Regions from separate parts of the Arachis hypogaea genome. Here region 2 is linked to region 1. The links are chromatin contacts, called in public Hi-C maps. All regions are on one chromosome and are shown on one strand. Each heading gives the region's core, a stretch centred on a gene start, on an enhancer-like site or on the middle of the called end of the contact. The rest is flanking DNA. Distances are from core to core; before and after follow the strand shown. Region 1 holds the start of LOC112799522. Region 2 has its middle 24 kb from the start of LOC112699056.

The links. Hi-C and Micro-C count contacts between places; a contact is called where the count stands out from the background.
Region 2: a Hi-C map of leaf shows a contact between it and region 1, with 5 times the contacts expected there. The contact joins the enhancer-like site here to the promoter of LOC112799522 in region 1. A contact is called at or near these places in 3 of 8 Hi-C or Micro-C datasets (leaf and an unstated tissue).

The regions. Positions count from the first base shown.
Region 1 is chr1:16,688,337-16,692,287 of arahy.Tifrunner.gnm2.J5K5, forward strand. LOC112799522 reads right to left here and starts at 2,392. Exons shown (of 5, transcript XM_025841696.3): 1 at 2,086-2,392; 2 at 1,003-1,058.
Region 2 is chr1:16,838,660-16,842,502 of arahy.Tifrunner.gnm2.J5K5, forward strand. No RefSeq gene overlaps it. Among protein-coding and RNA genes, the nearest start is that of LOC112699056, 24 kb to the right of the region's middle. Within about 2 kb of position 2,167, at least 3 of the 3 cell types and tissues checked have open chromatin away from gene starts, as enhancers often do.

The sequences.
Region 1 (3,951 bases), core at 1,142-3,641:
AAGAATGGTCCTTTTGTTAGGTGGCATTAAATTGACATCTTACAAAATAGCCCTAATGTGTTTTATTAAAAACATTATCCTTGAATAAAGTTATCAGAAGACTTCCTTTGCATCATTTGATCATTTCAAGATATCAAGTTGAACATTTTAAAATTTAAGAAAATAAATTGCATATGATGCAAATGTAGGGGGTAAATCATTTAATTTTCATAAAAATAAAATATTTATATCTAAACCATGTATCCATAGTGATTGACAACAAATGGCTTGAAAAGAAGAGTTGAAAATGTGTCATGCACAAAAAGGAATTTGAGCAGGTGCATTGCAGTGTTTCTCCATCTCCCATTTTTGGCAAGGTATGTAAAATTTTCTTAACGAAAACTGAGATCGGTACCAGGTTGTAATGGACAGCCCAGTGCAAAGAATCCCGAATTAAGCTGGATTTAGGGAATGGCTTCACCCAAGGGTCTAATGAAAAAAAAAAAAATTGGTGCGGATTTTAGATTTTTTTTTTAACAAGCTAAATTGTGGAAGACAAACATATGGAATACTATGCCGTGAACTCTTTACCAGTAGGCTGAGATAAAGCAACTCCAGGATTTTGTAATCTATTTCCAAGCAAACATGCATAGGTAGAAAATTCATTTCATACCTCTATCATTGCCTACTTATGATACAACAAGAAAAAATGGAGAACTCACTCCAAAAAAAAAGAGAGACAATGTAGTCAATGTACTTGTGTCTTCTGAAACCGAGAGAACATATTTTTTTGGTGTACTGAGAGAACCATATTATAGCAAATAGAACTTTTGAATACTAAAAAGCTCAAATTATAAATCTTATCCTGAGAAGTTATTAGAACATCATCCCTACCAGAGATTAATGCTTTAGTTTTCTACATCCATAAAATATACAAAAAAAACCCTGAAAATTCAATTTCGCTGTATTTATTTTCTATTCTTAAACTAAAGCATAGGTATTCTTCAAAATTTTAACACTTACTCAAGTTGGTTGTGAGGTGCAAAACATGTCACTGTTGTTCTTGTTGCATCAGAATACTGGAAAAAATAAAAAGATAAAAAAAACATGCATATTAGTATTCAAGAAAAAGTGAAAACTAAAACCCCATTAGCAAAGAAATCGATCCATTACTTGAGCATCAGGATACACAATAAAGGATAAGATACAATGAAATTTTCAATTGTAAGCATCAAATTTTAAAGAATGCTTCAGAATGCAAATAAACAACATAATGGATGTTGATTAATATGGTTGCCTAAAAGTCAAGAATGCATACTTGTGCATGGTCACAAATAAACAGATACAGCTGATGCAACTCCACAATCTTTAATCCGATGTGACCAGCATAGACTCAAACAAAAAGAACTCAAACGGAAAATGATATACATATCACAGAAGTTGAAATACATGAACTTGAGTATAGCGAAGACAAGATCACAATAACTTAAAGTGGTATACATATTACAGCGGAATTCGTTCTTTTCTTAACATGCCAAACACATGGACATGGCCTTATTACTTTTCAAGAAGTGTCTCTTTTAATTTAAACATGTGACAATAATCGAAAGTGAATAAAAATAAATAACAAAGGCAGTTCTCATTTAAAATAAAAGGATTATAATCGCTCTTAGTTTCAATGCTTAGTCAGAGTCAACTTCTAGGTCACATTTCCCCAGAACATTAGCAGTAGCATATTAAAGATGATAATAAATTTACTCCTTTGTCATGTCAAATAAGTAAGATATACAATAAAAACACTTGGGAAATCCGAAAATGGACTCGTGTAATTTAATCAACGGGCTTCAATAGCAATAGATTCAAATTACAGAAACTCAACAACATAGCAACTGATTCAACAACACAGCAGCAGCAGCAACAAAAATACACTACATTATAAAAACAACTGAGGCAATAACAATTCAACTAACAACTCAACAACACAGCAAACAGCAACAGCAACAAGAAAACAAGTCGAAGACAGCAAATTACAAGTTAACAGTTCCAGAAAAAAAATAAAGCAAAGAAACCGAACCAGAGAACAAGATAAGAGGACAGAGGAGCTACCGGAACTGAGGTAGAGACGGAGAGAAGACAGCCGACGCAGCGGACACGACGGCGTGATGGGAGATGCAAGGGAGACGGCGGAACGAAGGGAGGCGTGGGCAGAGTGAAAAGCAGCGGATGAGTGGATCAGAGAAACAGAGAAGAGAAGCCCTTTGCGAGGGAGTACGGAGAATGGGTTGGGGACGGGGGCCTGGGACTTGGCGTTAGAGACTTAGAGGATTCGACACTTCGACTTAGGGTTCGGTGCTTTTTTTTTTTTTTTCAATTACTATTTTTATGCAGCTGAGCCCGAATTAAAATTCAAAATGACTCTGAAATTTGAGGTCAGCTTTAAATTAGTCTCCAAATTTCAATTAACTCAGATTAATCGTCTAAATTTAAAAAATTAATTCACATCTAAGGGTGAACGAGAATTGAATTAAATTAGATATAGTCAAAATTTTGATCAGATTTAATATATCTATAAAATATAAAAATATTTTTAAAGGTTTATTTTTATTAAAAAAAATAATAAATTTTTTTTTCTATTTTTAATTTACTCTTAAAATTATAGTTATTAGAATCAGATTGGACCTATCAGTTCGACTGAAAAATCGATAAATCGGTGGTCTGACAGGTTCGATTTTTACTTAGGGCCAGACTTGCAGTTGATTCGGTCAACGGTGGTCAAATTCATTGAAAATCGATCAATTCGTACTTAGGACTGCTGTTGATCCGCACGGATCCACCATACACCCACGTGCCGCCGCACCATCGAAGGATCTCCACATATCCACTTCAAGCCTTTAACACTAGCAAAAATTAACATACTTTTCTGTTACTGTTGAAGCCTTCAACGACCTTCAAGCCTCCACATATTCTGATAACTATGTTTAAAATAATATTAGACATACTTTTTTTAAATAATAAAATTAAAATAATGTAACATATATAATAATTAGTTGAAATAAAACATAAAAATAATATTTACTTATTTATTTATTTATTTTTGTAGATTCGCAAATATGCGAATACCTACATAAAATCTAAAATCCGCAATATGATTTTATTAGTGTGTGGATCGAATCTATATCCATAATTTTTCAAATCAGATTTGGATAAACACTGCGAATATGCAGGCCGAATCCAATCTCTGAACACCCCTATTCATATTAGTCATTTTGTTTATCTCCATTAATATAGTGCTTAATTAGAATTGAGATTGTTCAATTCATCTGACTAAAAAATTATTATTTATATAAAATTAAGAGTAAATTACATTATATATATTGGCTAAAAAATTTTAATATGCAAATAATATTACACATGTGCACTAAGATGGGACTGTGAGGTATTATTCTCGGATGTGATGGGTCTTCTATTTCTCGCATTATATGAAAAGGGTTTAAATTTTTTTAAAAAAATTATTTCTTTCACATCTCACACTATGCGAGAAAGTTATGGAGAAAAGGGCTTGTCAGCCCATCTCGCACTATGCGAGAATTTTTTAATAATAAATTAATTCGTTCACAACGAGAAATATTTTGATATGATATTTTCGTCAGTTCGTTAAGTGTGAAAAGATTACTTTATCATATGAAATATTAATATTTTAATATTATGTTCAAAAAAATTAATTATTTTATTAAATTAACAATTAAAAAAATTAATATCTACTCTCCTCTATAAAAGAATTAACTGGATTTGTAAATGAGTTCACTTTTATTCTTCTCTTCATATTCAGACTCACTTTTCACTCTTCTCTTAACAAAATTTTCATTTCTACCCCTTTCTTCAAAATGTTTGCAGTGTGACAATTCCTTTTAGTTTTTGTTGTAAGAGTAATGAAAACTAATGTGAGTTTACTGGTATATTTTGATGGTGAAG
Region 2 (3,843 bases), core at 917-3,416, 150 kb after region 1:
CTTAGACTTGATATTTGCACTCATAAATAAATCAATTACTCTTATATTATCGATCTTGTCACTATCAATTTGTGCATTTTACAATTTCCTCCTTTAACTTCTTTAATATCAACACTTCGTAATTAAAGACAATGTTATTTATATATCTCTCATGTGCATCATATTACAGAAAAAATAACACCATCCAATTTTTTTTTACATTTTTTCTTATCTTCTTATCCATCCATATCTCAAAGGATTCTTTTCACACTTTATTCTACCAAGATTGATCCCCACACCTATATACACTTACATGAGAAAAATAAGTGATGTACGGTCTCTAATTTTTTCCTACATAATACACAAAAGGATCCCACTTCTGACACAATCCTAAACTCACATAATTAATCTCTAGTATTCAATCTTTCTAAAATTACAAACCACATCGGCAACTCAACCCATAGAGGCACAATACTTTTCCACAATTTTTTTATAAAATTATACATATTGGGTTCCACTCCTATCTCCTTATTCTATATACCACATTTAAAAAAGATTTAACAAAAAGTTACCTTGCTTGTTGTGCTTCCATTTCATAGTGTCCACCTTTTCTTGCCTAATTTTGATTTTTGACAAAATTATAAAAAGTTTTACAAGGTCTTGTTCCTCTCATTCCCATAAAGCTCTTTTCCATTGTAAGCACCATCCCAAATGCCACACTCACTAATTGTGCACTCTTTATTCAGCGTCACCCTGTATAGATTCAGGAATACCTCTTTCAATTTACCTTTCCTTACCCAAAAGTCGTGCCAGAATTCAGTTTTAGATTTATTACTCATTTGCAGTTGAAGACCCTCTTGATATATACCTACAAAACTACTCTCATTCATACGTATGTTGCCAATAGTAGCCCAAACACCTACAATTCTCTTTAAATTTTGATTTTCAAAGGACATACCACCATCAAAGTTATTGTAAGAATAAACTACTTTTTTTCAAAGTGGACATTCTTTTTTATTGAACCTCCATCACTATTTAAACACCTTTTTATTGAACTTCCACCACAACATATTTATATATTTTATTTGAATTTTTTTTTGAATTTGTCATTATATTTTATAACCTAACAGACCAAAAATTAATGCACTACGAATTTAAATTTCATTAAGAATTTATTATTGGCTAATAAATTATTATTGTATATACAAGGTGGAATTCAAACCTTCTACATTTATTTAATCGATCAAATGAGTAAACTAAGTTCTAGACCAACTCAAACTAATTTTTTGTTTGGATTTTTTTTTGATATAGCTTGTATGGATTTATTTATCTTGTTTAAATTGGCTGGGAATCAAAGAGCAAATGCTGATTATTGTAAGAGAAATCCACTAAGGTCCATCCTCCGTGATTTAAAACAAAAACCGGCCTTCATTTTCCTTCCAAAATTTGAAATAAGGCTTAAATATGTATGACCTAAAATATAAAGGTGAATTCTGATAATTGTATAAGCGTTATAAAAATTAAAGTCAGACTTTTTTTAGTAACATTTTTAAAAAGTATTACTAAATAATTAAAAAACGTTACTTTAATTTTAGCAATACTTTTAGATAGCGTTTGTTTTGAGGTACTGAGACAGAGACTGAGAGACTGTGACTCAATATTATGTTTGTTAGTTCAGAGACTGATACTAAAATTTGTCTCTTTTCTCAAAATTTCAGTATTTTAGTACTTCAAAAAAGTGGAAACACAGAGGACTAAAATTTTTAGAGATAGAGACTGAAATTTTAATAATATTTTATACCTAAAATACCTTCATTTCAATTAATTAATTTCAATTTTATCTTTTGTACAAATTAAATTAGAATTTTATTCTATTTTCAATTTCTATCTCCTATTTTATACTAAACAGAATACTGAGATTTATTTTAATATTTGTCTCTTAGTTTCTGTCTTTCAGTCTCAGTATTTTTATCTCTGTCTCTCTACCAAACGCTACCTAAAAACACTATAGTCAATATATTTATTGACGTAATCATATACTCATACTTAGAATGCACCAAATATAAAAAAGCCCTTGAGTTTATAAAAGATCACTCATTCGTAATAACAAAATAAAAAAGGATCACTTTATTTGGGGGATGAAAAATAAACCTTGGGAGATAAGAGTTCAACATACACATAGACAGGAAATAATTGTGGGTTAGCTAATCAAACATCAATATGGATTCATATTGTTAGATACTACACCTCTAGAGTTAGAAGAACCTTTATATTTTTTGGTATTCTAGAGTTAGAACCCTTTTTTTTGGACAGAGAGTTAGAACCTTTGATATCACAGGATGTAAAAGGGGTTCCTACAAGTTTTTGGTCTTGGGTTCCTATTTCTCTTCTTTCATGGGCCTAGGCCATGTTGGTATCCTAATAAAAAACACAAAAAAGAGGGTCCCTCATTAGAGAATGCAGTTAGCAGTGTCTCACTCGCTTATCTCCCAAACATCAAAGAGCTACATGACTAGGCAAGGAATAAGGCCAGGTGGGATAATATGTCCTTACCTGTTTAATATATAATTATATATAACTTAACAATTAAGTTATTAGAAAATTTTTATCTATAATGCTGCTGTATATACAAGTATTTTTAGTAATTATGTTTAATTAAATTAGCTTAAATTTAATAAAAATTATTTACACAATATATATATAAATTACATATTTTTTTATCGTATTTTTTTTATACATTTTTTTTCTTTTATTACTGGTGTATTTTCTTTTTGAAAGAGTAAAACAAGAAGGAGAAAAAGAAAAGGAGAGAGGTTTTAGAAAAACATAAAACAAAAAAAGTACAAAATTTTTAAGATTAAAAATGATTTATATGTATATTTTTAAAGACTAATTTGATTTTAAATAAATTTATGACATATCAGATAACACGTGACACACCACGTGTTATTGATCTAACATGTCAATTAATTATTATATAATATATGATATTATCTTACCACATCATCATACCATGTGATATTTAGTGTAATACATTATTATTTAACTAACAGAATATCCAATCTGATTTATGTTTTATTTTTTAGAGACTAATATGATTAGTTTTATCTTTAAAAAACTAATTTAAAAAATAAGTGATATTAACTCATACTAATACCCTTTCTCAAACTATACATTGTCATACAAAGACTAAATTTGCATCTTGACAACAACGCAAACACATGGTTCAAGATCTTAGCAAAAGTAAGGTTTAATTTGCTAAAATTTTTTTAATTTGTATTTGTGATAAGTATCTCATTTTGTATTTAGTAAATAAAAAAGTTTATGTGTTTATGCAGGTATATTTGTAGCTTTCAAAAATTAGGAGTACTTTTGAAAGCTATTTAAAAGTTAATTTATACTTATTAAAATTTAAAAAATCTAATATAACTTCATATATCAATTAATATCTAAATTTAATTCTTATATTAATATTTATTATAATATTTTTAAATTTTAAAAGTTATTTTACCAAACATACTTATTATTACTTATGCTTATTAAAAATCATTTTTAATTTAATTTATTAAACATAGATATTACAACTTTTAAAAAATTATATTTTAAAAGTTAACTTTTATAAACTACTTTTAAAAAACAACATTTTTACAAAACTAAATCTAAAAGTATGAAAGTATCAATCAAGCTATTTAAAAAAATCGACTAAAGTACTAAAAATAATCATAAAAAATTATAACCATCAAAGAGTTAAAAAAATTTATGATTATGAAAGATGAAGTCTGACATATAAAACTATTCAAATCTTAACAACTATAAAAAAAATTTAAATTATTTTTCTAAACTAAATTAATTACTCATTTTTAA